2 separate regions of the Zea mays genome follow, and region 2 is linked to region 1. The links are chromatin contacts, called in public Hi-C maps. All regions are on one chromosome and are shown on one strand. Each heading gives the region's core, a stretch centred on a gene start, on an enhancer-like site or on the middle of the called end of the contact. The rest is flanking DNA. Distances are from core to core; before and after follow the strand shown. Region 1 overlaps LOC100383218. Region 2 holds the start of LOC100193424 (nicotianamine aminotransferase 1).

The links. A called contact is a pair of places that touch in the nucleus more often than the background predicts.
Region 2: a contact with region 1 is called in a Hi-C map of endosperm, with 2.7 times the contacts expected there. The contact joins the promoter of LOC100193424 here to the enhancer-like site in region 1. A contact is called at or near these places in 4 of 25 Hi-C or Micro-C datasets (ear, endosperm, leaf and 1 more).

The regions. Positions count from the first base shown.
Region 1 is chr4:226,697,786-226,703,052 of Zm-B73-REFERENCE-NAM-5.0, reverse strand. The region is part of intron 2 of LOC100383218; the gene reads left to right. Among protein-coding and RNA genes, the nearest start is that of LOC100383218, 3.5 kb to the left of the region's middle. Within about 2 kb of position 2,657, at least 2 of the 20 cell types and tissues checked have an H3K27ac peak or open chromatin away from gene starts, as enhancers often do. A contact at or near this core is called in endosperm, where this site is marked.
Region 2 is chr4:226,785,367-226,790,633 of Zm-B73-REFERENCE-NAM-5.0, reverse strand. It overlaps LOC100193424 (nicotianamine aminotransferase 1), which reads right to left and starts at 2,129. Exons shown (of 7, transcript NM_001138546.1): 1 at 1,699-2,129; 2 at 868-1,207; 3 at 545-763; 4 at 406-465. The coding sequence starts at 2,000.

The DNA.
Region 1 (5,267 bases), core at 1,408-3,907:
AAATTTAGTCATAAACCATTTTAGTGTAGGTGGGATAAACATTCATTGTACTGTAGAATGATTGAAAACATCAATAGGCATTTCACCTTTAAAAAGACTTTGAAATCTAAGCTCCAAGAGTCTCTTTGTATCCCTCCATATTAATAGGAATAGAGATTTTGGTTATGAATAGGAATGGAGATTTTGCTGAAAAAAATCCCAGCAGTTCCATCATCTAGACCGAACATTTCCATCCTCTATTGCTAGTTTCTTGCTTGCTAAAGATAGAGAGTGGAGTTGGCTCTCCAAAGTGCTGTAGAAGATATATAGAGGTTGTTGGAGGGTGGAGAAATACAAGGAGCTAGTTTTATGAGAATGGCTCCCTAAGGATTTAGAGTGTGGATTGAAGAAAGATTGTTGGTAATGCTGTAAATGGCGAGTCCTTGGTGATTTCATTATAGGAACTGCATTGCATATATTCCTTTTAAAAGTGGATGCTAGCAAGCTCCATGAATTTCTTTATTCTTAAATCTTAAGGCATACATAATTTTAATGGCAATATCAACTTGAAACATAAGTGGGGACCTAGACCTGACTATATATGTAACATACCAATTTTTCTATTCAATCTTTAACCTAAATTGATTTATTTCATAGAATATGTTAGACTGTGTGTTACTGTATTGTAATTGGCTTTGACCCAGCCCATGCACAACTCGATATATATACAAGTGTCTGCCCTAATTGGGTTAGCGTCTCCAATCTAACATGGTATCAAAGCCACCGTCCTTCCCTAACCTGTTGCTGGCCTTGGAGCCCTAGACGTCGGCCACCATGTAGGTGCCGTGTTGGGGCGAAGGCGAACACGCTACCCTTCGCTCGATGCCTTCGTCTCCTCATCACTCTGACGAATGCTACATCCACAGAATGCGTCCGAACAACCCGAAGGCGTCGACTGGACGGAGACCGGCGCGGTCCACTTCGCCCTTGCTGTTGAAAGACGAAGGCTTTGTCGAAGTCTATGGGTCTCCCACGTCATCACCGCCCCGGGAGGCCCACGCGGGATTCGGTCCATGATAACGGGCCCTGCGAGGATAAGCGCGTTACGGGCCACGTCTGTAATAGCCTTTACCGTAATGACTGTCTGTAACCTCCCCTCGTGGGAATATTCTGGGGATAAACCGGGTACTCGAGGGCATAAACGTCTTTTACAAGGGACAGGCGGCCACTCGAGTGCCTATAAATACCCCCGTACAGTGCCCTCACAGGGGAGATTAACAAAGCTTTTGCCATCCCTCGACAAACTTTTGCAAATACTCTTTCCACTTTCAAGGTCTGGGTGTTTGACGAGACTATGGTGCAGGGTCGGACGCTGGGCAACTGGCTGTTGTCCCGGCGCCGGTGGCGGCTGGGTGCAAATAGTAGTGCAAGAAACAACATAAAGTGAGTGCAACATATTTAAACATTTAACCCTCCTGTTTTTGTGGTTTTGCCCAAGGTTGCACGTTTTGGTCTTTTAATCCAACTCATTTGGACTTTGCATCTTCAATTTGCTTGAATAGAACCTGTGCTCATGGTCATACCAAGATGGTTAGTTCAAAGTAGTGTGTTAGGCAGTTAATCACCAAAACACTTAGAAATGGCTCAATGAACATTTTCGTTTCACCGGCCGCACCACACACCGCCCTGTACTTTTCGGTGCCTATGGCTCGTTTCGTCGATTTTGCCCGCATCTACCAACGACGTGTGTGGCCTAATCCATCGATCTACTCTTTCGACGAGCTGCCCCGTGCCTAGCCTGTTCACACGCCGAGCCGCCGATGCACCATCCGGTTGCCATCCATCATGACACTCGACGTTCTCCTATCCGTCGTCCGGCTGGTGCTCACGGTCACCACCGTTCGACCTCCCTTGCTTGTATCGTCCTTCGTCCATAGCGCGCTCGCTGACCCCCACTGGTGTCACGCTATGGATGAGTATGTAGCCTTGCTGGCCAACCACACATGGGAGCTGGCGCCGTGTCCCCCTAGCACCAACGTGGTCATCGCCAAGTGGATCTTTTGGCACAAGCTCATGGCCGATGGTTTCCTCGAGTGGTACAAGGCTCGTTGGGTCCTTTAGGGCTTCACTCAGCGCCCTAGAGTGGACTACAATGAGACTTCTTGTCTTTTCGTGAAGTTCGACACCGTCGGACCGTTCTCTCTCTTGGCTCTCCTAGGATTGGGCGGTCCACTAGTTGGACGTCAAGAATGCCTTTCTTCATGGCACTATGACCAAGAGGGTAAACTGCACCCAATCCACCGGGTTCGTCGACTTCACTCACCTAGGTATGGTGTGCAAGCTTAACCGCTCCTTTTATGGCCTCAAGTAGGCGCCACAGGCTTGGTATAGTCGCTTACTCGCTTCACCTTCTACTTAGTCTCCCTTGGCTTCATCGAGGTCAAGTCGGACACATTCCTGTTTATCCTTCGGCACGATGACGACACCATCTACCTCTTGCTCTATGTCGACGACATCATGTTCATAGTGTCCAATCTTGTCCTCCTCCAGTGCATGATCACCTCCCTGCAGCCTGAGTTTACGATAAAGGACTTGGGCCCTCTCCACCTCTTCTTGGGGTCACCGTGGAACGTTGCTCTCAGGGCCTCTTCCTTCACCAGCGCCAGTACACAACTGACATTCTAGAGCGGTCTGACATGTACGATTGCAAACCATGCATCACGCCTGTCACACCTGGATGGTCTCCGACGACGACAGTGACCTAGTCGGTGATGTGACTTGGGCCCTCTCCACTAGCAGGACGTCAAGAATGTTTTTTTTCACGGCACTCTGACCGAGACGGTGTACTGCAGCCTGCCAGTCCACCAGGTTTGTCGACTCCACTCACCCATGTATGGTGTGCAAGCTTAACCACTCCTTGTATGCTTCAAGCAGGCACCACAGGCCTGGTACAGTCGCTTTGCCTCCTACTTGGTCTCACTTGGCTTTGTTGAGGCCAAGTTGGACACGTCCTTGTTTTTCTTTCGGCGCGGCGGCGACACCATCTACCTCCTGCTCTACGTCGACGACATCATGCTCATAGTGTCCAGTCTCTCCCTTCTTTAGTGCATGATCACCTCCCTGCAACGCGAGTTTGCGATAAAGGACTTGGGCCTTCTCCATCACTTTCTGAGGGTTGCCATGGAACGCTGCCCTTAGGGCCTCTTCCTTTACCAGTGCCAATACACTATCAACATTCTAGAGCGGGATGGCATGTCCGATTGCAAACCATACTTCATGCATATCGACACCCGGACGAAGGTCCCCAACAACGACAGCGCCCTAGTCGGTGATGTGACGGCCTACCACAACCTCGCCGAGCTAAACAATACCTCACCTTCACCCGACTCAACATCGCCTACGCTGTCCAGCAGGTGTGCCTTCACATGGACACCCCACGGGAGCCGCATCTCACCGCTGCGAAGCGGATTCTTCGCTACCTTTATGACACCCTTGACTACGGCCTTCTTAGACCCTCTTCGCATTCTGAGCTAGTTGTCTACACCGACGCTGATTGGGCCGGTTGCCCCGACACGCGCTGGTCCAGCTTTGGCTACGCCGTGTTCTTGGATGCCAACCTCCTCTTCTGGTCCTCGAAGCGGCAGTCCGTCGTGATCCGCTCCGACGTGAGGCTGAGTACCGCGTTGTGGCCAGCGACATGGCCTCCTGGCTTCGGCAGCTGCTCTAGGAGCTTCATAGCCCTCTTGCGTTCGCAACCCTTGTCTAAGCACGAAGCACGTGGAGATCCATCTTCACTTCTTCTGCGAGCGTGTCACTGTTGGCGATGTCTGCATTCCGACCACCTCCTAGTTCGCCGACATCTTCACCAAGGGCCTCCGGTCTACGGTGTTCTCGGAGTTTCGGTCCAGTCACAACATCTGTAATGGATAGAGTTGCGATTGCGGTGGGATGGTAGACTGTGTTACTCTATTTTAATGGGCTTTAGTCTAGCCTATGTAAAACTCTATCTATATAGAAATGCCCGCCCTGATTGGGTTAGGGTTTCCAATCTAACATAATATGTTGTGTCAGTGACCATGGTGACCGGGTTGGCTTAGCTAATGACCCATTGTCTCCTATGCTCTTTGTCTTGGTTATGGATGTCCTTAATATTATGGTGCAGCGTGCCTCTGCAGAAGGGGTTCTCCAGCCCCTTTCTTCGAGATTCCTTCACCACCGGATTTCTTTATACGCAGATGATGTGGTTGTTTTCCTTCGGCCGGATGTGGTTGATATTGAGGCATTTAAGGGGATTCTACATTTTTTTGGTGAAGCCTCTGGTCTGAAGACCAACATTCAGAAGAGTAATGTTTTCCCAATTCATTGTGATGAGGAAGATCTGGCTTCAGTGCAGACATCTTTACCTTGCCAGCTGTCTAATTTCCCATGCAAATATCTTGGGCTTCCATTATCCTTAAAACGTCTATCTAGGCCGCAATTGCAATCTATCATTGATCGTATTGCGGTCATGCTTCCAGGATGGAAGGCGGAGCTTATGTCCAAGGCTGGCCGGGCTGTTTATATTAAGTCGGTTATGACTTCCAGATTTGTGTATTTGGCTATGGCCCTGGATCTCCCTGCTTGGGCGATCAAGGCAATTGACAGATTAAGGAGAGCTTTCCTTTAGAAAGGTGGGAAAGAAATCAAGGGAGGGCACTGTTCTTTGGCTTGGAGTAAAGTCACTCGTCCTAAAGAATTGGGTGGTCTTGGTCTTTTTGATTTAAAATTGTTTGGTTGGGCTCTTAGAGTCAGGTGGCTTTGGTTGCAGAAATCAGATCCTGGGAGGCCGTGGGCTGTTTTTCCGCTTCATTTCACAAAGGAAGTGGTTTGCCTATTCAATTCTGCTGTGTATACTGAGATTGGAAATGGTTTAAACACACTCTTTTTGACTGATAAATGGCTGCATGGGCACTGCATCCAAGAGCTTGCCCCTGCAGTGTTTGCCTCTATTCCTAGGAAGGTTACCAAAAGTAGATTGGTTAAGGATGCCTTGACTAATTTGAGTTGGGTTCAAGATGTTCAGGGAGCTCTTTCCTATGCTTTCTGGGTGCAGTTTTTGGATTTGGCTGAGATCCTGGAAGGTACCTTGCTGCAGCCCAATGTGCAAGATCATCATGTTTGGAGGTTTTCTAGTTCCGGTGATTATTCTTCAAAATCCGCTTACACTGCTATGTTCCATGGCTCGGTGTTTTTCAAGCAGGCTGATCGAATTTGGAAGACATGGGCCCCTAGCAAATGTCGGTTTTTTC
Region 2 (5,267 bases), core at 880-3,379, 88 kb before region 1:
GAGACAAAATATGTAAGACAAGTGCTTCTGAAAATAAAAATGAATACTAGTTAGAAACTGGGATCCTGAAAGCATGTTTACAGACGAGACAATTTCCCATTTTCAGGTCTCGTACTTACAAAACTCATGTTGTCTAAAATAACATCACACTTTTCTTTCCACAGATCACAGGGCAAAATGAAGTAGCACGACTCAAAATCACCATTATTTTAAACACATTTGAATTGATGAGACAATTATATATTATTAAAAGAATATACGGCATGTTTGCGTGTAAGCACTTTTAATTATTAGAAATGGAGGTCTCTTATAATAATTATATAAAAGATACGCAGATCGCCTACGTTGATTTTTTTTTTGAAACGAATGGATACCAGTGCAGGGGAAAATGTACAAGCTACTAACCTGAACAAAAGTTGCCGGATCAGTTGAAACGTTAAGGAAGTTTGTTATTGATGCAATGATCTGCAGAAGTCGATAGTTAGTGAAACAGCGTAGCAACACTACTTGAAATAAGGACGTAGGATACAGGCTAATGATTTACCTTGGTTTCTTGCAGAATCTTGTTGGGATCACATACAGCTACCCAACCAAGTCGCCACCCAGGCACTATCCACCTCTTCGATAGTGATCCTATGCTCAAGACAGGGGCAATGTGGCCAAAGACACCCATTGGGACGTAAGGGGTGTCCCCAAACACCAGGTTTCCATACACTTCATCAGCGATGACTAGTATTCCAAGCTTCCTTGCTACCTCCGCGACCTAAATGACATCAAGACGTGCTTAGAACACAATTTGGTCTCCGCGAGGACTAGTTAAACTAAATTCAATTTCATTTAAATGGTCAGTGAGATAAGCAGCCATGCCTTGGCTAAATGTTCACGGGTGTAGACACTGCCGCAAGGATTGTTGGGGTTTATGATGACCATTGCGGTGGTGTTCTTGTCAGCAATCGACTCCAGAGAGTCGATATCGATTTCCCACCCTCTCTCAGGAATCAGATCGAAATGGCGAACTTGTAAGTTGTGCAGTCCTGCACGCGCCTCATAATTTGGATAGCCTGGTCTTGGGAGCAATATGTTGGCGCCCGGTTGGGCAAGGACTGAGACGACAACCTCAATGGCTTGAGTGCCTCCAGCGGTGAGGAAGATGTCATCAGTTGACAGCTTGTATGGAAGATCACTTGACAGGTGCTCCGCCAGAGCACTGTTTTTTTTAAAAAGCAGCAATAGAAAAATCAGTATTCACCTGTCTTGCGCCAGTCAATAATAAAATTTGCAAAAAAAAAAAATATAAACAGGTTACGCCGGTCAATAATAAGTTTGGCAAAAATATGTGAAAGACTGAGCTCGTTAAGGAAGATAATGTGCTACAATATTCTTAGAGAATATACTGCCAGTTATCCCGTAGCAACGAGAATGTATGTGTATATTTGGCAGTGTTTCGCCTGTCTTGAGTCCTGTATGCAACAACACATACAGAAGTACTGTACAGTACAGGTGCTTCATCAGAACAAGCAAGCCCATTCCAGCACGCTAGGTAGTTCCCTTCATTTCCCGTAGTGTTTTCTTGTTAGGAAATACTCCATGGTGGCAATGCCCATCATGAAGGAATTAAGTTACGCGGTTGGTGGTGGCATCGGCACACGGGAACAACGTGCACACCATCGAGAGCGAGAGCGAATTGATTAACCGTACCGGCGGGCTTCGGGGAGGCCCACGCCGGCGGGGTAGCAGTTGAACTTGCCCGTCCGGAGCGCGGCGGCCACGGCGTCCTCGGCCTCGGCGGCGGTGCGGAAGGCCGGGAACACCGAGGGGTCCCCGTGCGCAAGCGGCAGCACGGGCCGCGGGTCGCGCCCGTCCACGCTCGCGCTGATCTTGAACCGCGCCGCCCGGATGCTCATCTTGTCCCCGGCCACGGCCAGCGCACCCTCCTTCGCCGCCCGAGCGAACCGCCACTCCGCGTGCCCGCTGCCATTGTCGCTGGCGTGGGTCGCCATGGGTTGGACAAACAGGGGGCGACGGAGAGAAGAAGTGGGGCCGAGGTGGTTTTGGGCTGTGGAGGCCGGAGGGAGAGCGATTGGCTGCGCGCGCGAGCTGTGGACTCGATGACTTGAGTTGATTTGGTCCCTGGCTAGTCAAGTGTGCCTCCACTCCACCTTTTTATACGCGGCCGCCAGCAGGTTTGGGCCTCGGGCCGGGCGGCACGATTCACGCGCCCCGGCCGGGAGTCTGCCAGGCCGCTTTGGCAGCCGAGACGGCATCCCCTCGTCCTCACTCACTACTCCGTTTTGTCCTTGCGTTGGTGGTAGCTGGTGCGTGCCTGGTAGCATACAATACAAACACAGACGCCGGTAGGGTGGTCCGTGCACGGAGCATGCATGATCCGCGCAGTCCTTGCTTGTCTTTTCCTCCTCTTTATTCTACTTTGTTGGCCCATTCACAACTATTGTGTTAATCAACAACTAGTCGATGATCATATGTTAATACGATACATAAATATTCAATAAAATATCGATGCATAATAATAAAATGAAAACAAACAATGTATTTATTATCTCGACCTCATTAGCAAGGAGTAGTCAAGTCTATACCACTCTATTAGGAATCTCTACTCCTATTATGAACGTAAGGAGGGCGTCCACAGCCCCTCGTGCCCCCGCCTATCTCACGCGCGGCTACCTCCCCTACACGCTGCTTTCAACGCCGGCAGCCGCACCCCAAATTCCTCCCCACGCGCTGCTTTCTCTCCACCAATGGCGCCCTGCCCCAACGGCTGCCGAGATGCACAAGTTGCGGCTGCCGCCCTTGCCCGCCTTCAACGCCGGCAGTCGCACCACAAATTCCTTCCCACGCGCTGCTTTCTCCCCACTAACGGCGCCCTTCCCCAACGGCTGCGAACGCCCTTCCCCAATGTCTCCTTCTACGCGCGTCTTCCTCCCCACGCGCTGCTCTGGCCGAGATGCCGCCTTCTACGACACGAACGCCAACAGAGCCGGAGCCCGAGCCCATCCCGCCTTCAACGCCGGATCTCGCCCCAAATCCTCGCCCGCCTTCAACGCCGGCAGCCGCTCCCCAAATTCCTCCCCACCAACGATGCCCTTCCCCAAACCCCTCCCCGCGTTCAACGCAGACAGCTCACCCAAATCCTCGCCCACTTCCCATCGATGGAGAAAGGAGTGTTACTTAAGGACCATGCCACCCCCAAAACAGATAGGCGTTGCCAACAATCCCATCCGGGTACATCTCTGCGATCCAGTAAGTTGCGGCGCCAATCCCCATCCAGGTACATCTCTGCAACTTCTCAATCCTCAATGTCTATATGGTTCTATATGTGTAAAATAGAACCACACATGAGAAAAATATTAATAATTACCCAATGGCTTTTTACAGAATTGGTTCATCCTCATCAATCATGTGATATGTTTTTATAGTTTGAAGTGAAGGATCATATAACTAAACATGTTTTACACAAGGTTTAGAAGATGCTATAATGTTTCCTTGTCATTTTAACTATATTTTTACACAGTACATACTTAGATGTTAGTCTTTGGGCACAACTCCTATGCAATGGGAGACACATTTTTAGCATCCTTAGGTTGGGTGGTTTGTAGAAGAAAGGAAATAGCAGTAAGTTGCAAAGATAGCAGTAAGTTGTAGAGAAGGTAGAAGTAATAATATATTGTATAGAACTCAGAGAGGTTGGGTGGTTTTTAGGGTAATCTGTTTTTGTCTGCTATCAAGTGTTCATGCAAGTGTTATATCAAGTGTTCATCCATGCCAAGATGGTTACTAAGCGAACACACGCAGCATGCATGGATCTACCTTATCTTAAGTGGTCTCCATCTGATCTTGCTTCAGTATCCTTTTAGCTTTCCTAATCAATAAACCATTTATAGCTATGGATGTTTTTTTATCAATTGTTATGTTTCATTCTCAGTCTTACTGTATTTGTTATGCAGTTGTCTATAAGGAGACTTGGAACTACTCCAGTTCTATTCTTCAGGCATTTTTAGTACTGATAGTTCCAAGTTTGGTTAGTGTGTGAGCTTTAAGGAGCGATGTAGAACATCACGTATTCAACTTTCCTGAACACTAAGTTTTGATTTATTATCTCTGAGGAGTGTGTGAGCTTTAATGGCTTTGACAGAGAAGGCTGTTAATTGGCCTATTGTTCTGACAGGTTCACTATTTTTTTCTTTTTTAATTATTTTAAGAAAAGAAAGTGTTCAATATCTCTTAATATAGGCAGAGATGGATCAAACCCTCGCAGTCAGAAATAAATTATGTTATTGTTCCTTGTAAGAAAAGAAAGTTGTTTAAAATAACTGAAATATCTTATGTAAGCCAGATGAAGTATACCTACAAAAATCTTACTGAATTTCTTTCTTTTTAAATTATTTTAAGAAAAGGAAGTGTTCAATGCCTTTTATTTCAGGAAAGAATTAGTATAAGTTCTTGGTTCATACGGTCTTTTGTATTGTCACTGCTAGGTATATTTATGAACTTGCCTATCCATTATATTACCATTTATGAGACATCCTGATCTATATTAGCCAACGTTTGATATATATGATTGAACAGTAACATAACTCTTGAAAATGCATACAAATTGTTGGATTTATGGAGCACCATGATGATGAACTATGGGCAGAACTGATTTAGTATTAGGTATTACACAGTATTAAACCCACATGGTTTTTTCTAAAACCAAAAAACATTTTAGTAAAACTATGTACAATAGAAATACACTTATTTCCATTCTTCAAAGTGAATTCTGTTTTAAGAAAACTGCTATTACCTTTTTTTGTTTTGGTCCTAGGCCTGTTGATGAGTTGATCTGACTGAACGTTTCGCGTTACAGCGATGTGGTTGCCTGGTCCGGTCAGTCACTCTCTCCTTCCTTAACGCAGTGGTCGAAGATTATTCTTCTTTAGCGAAAAGCCATAACCTTTTGGCAATTCAGCTTACTCAAATACTCAATTGAAACCAACTACAAAAAATGATCCGTCTTCTCTACCAATCCACCCCATTTTGATTACAAACACATCAACATATGGAGAAAATAGTAAACAACTGCAATTTGCAAATCTCAACAGTGATTACGAATTAAAAGTTCTCTGACCAAACTATAGAGTAACGGCCAATGATACTACATAACTACGAATAGCACGAGTAGCAGTTTTAGTAAGATTTACATGGAGAAGTACATGTGAGTACCCATAGCACGAGTAGCATTTATATACTACAAAATGAAAAATGAAAAT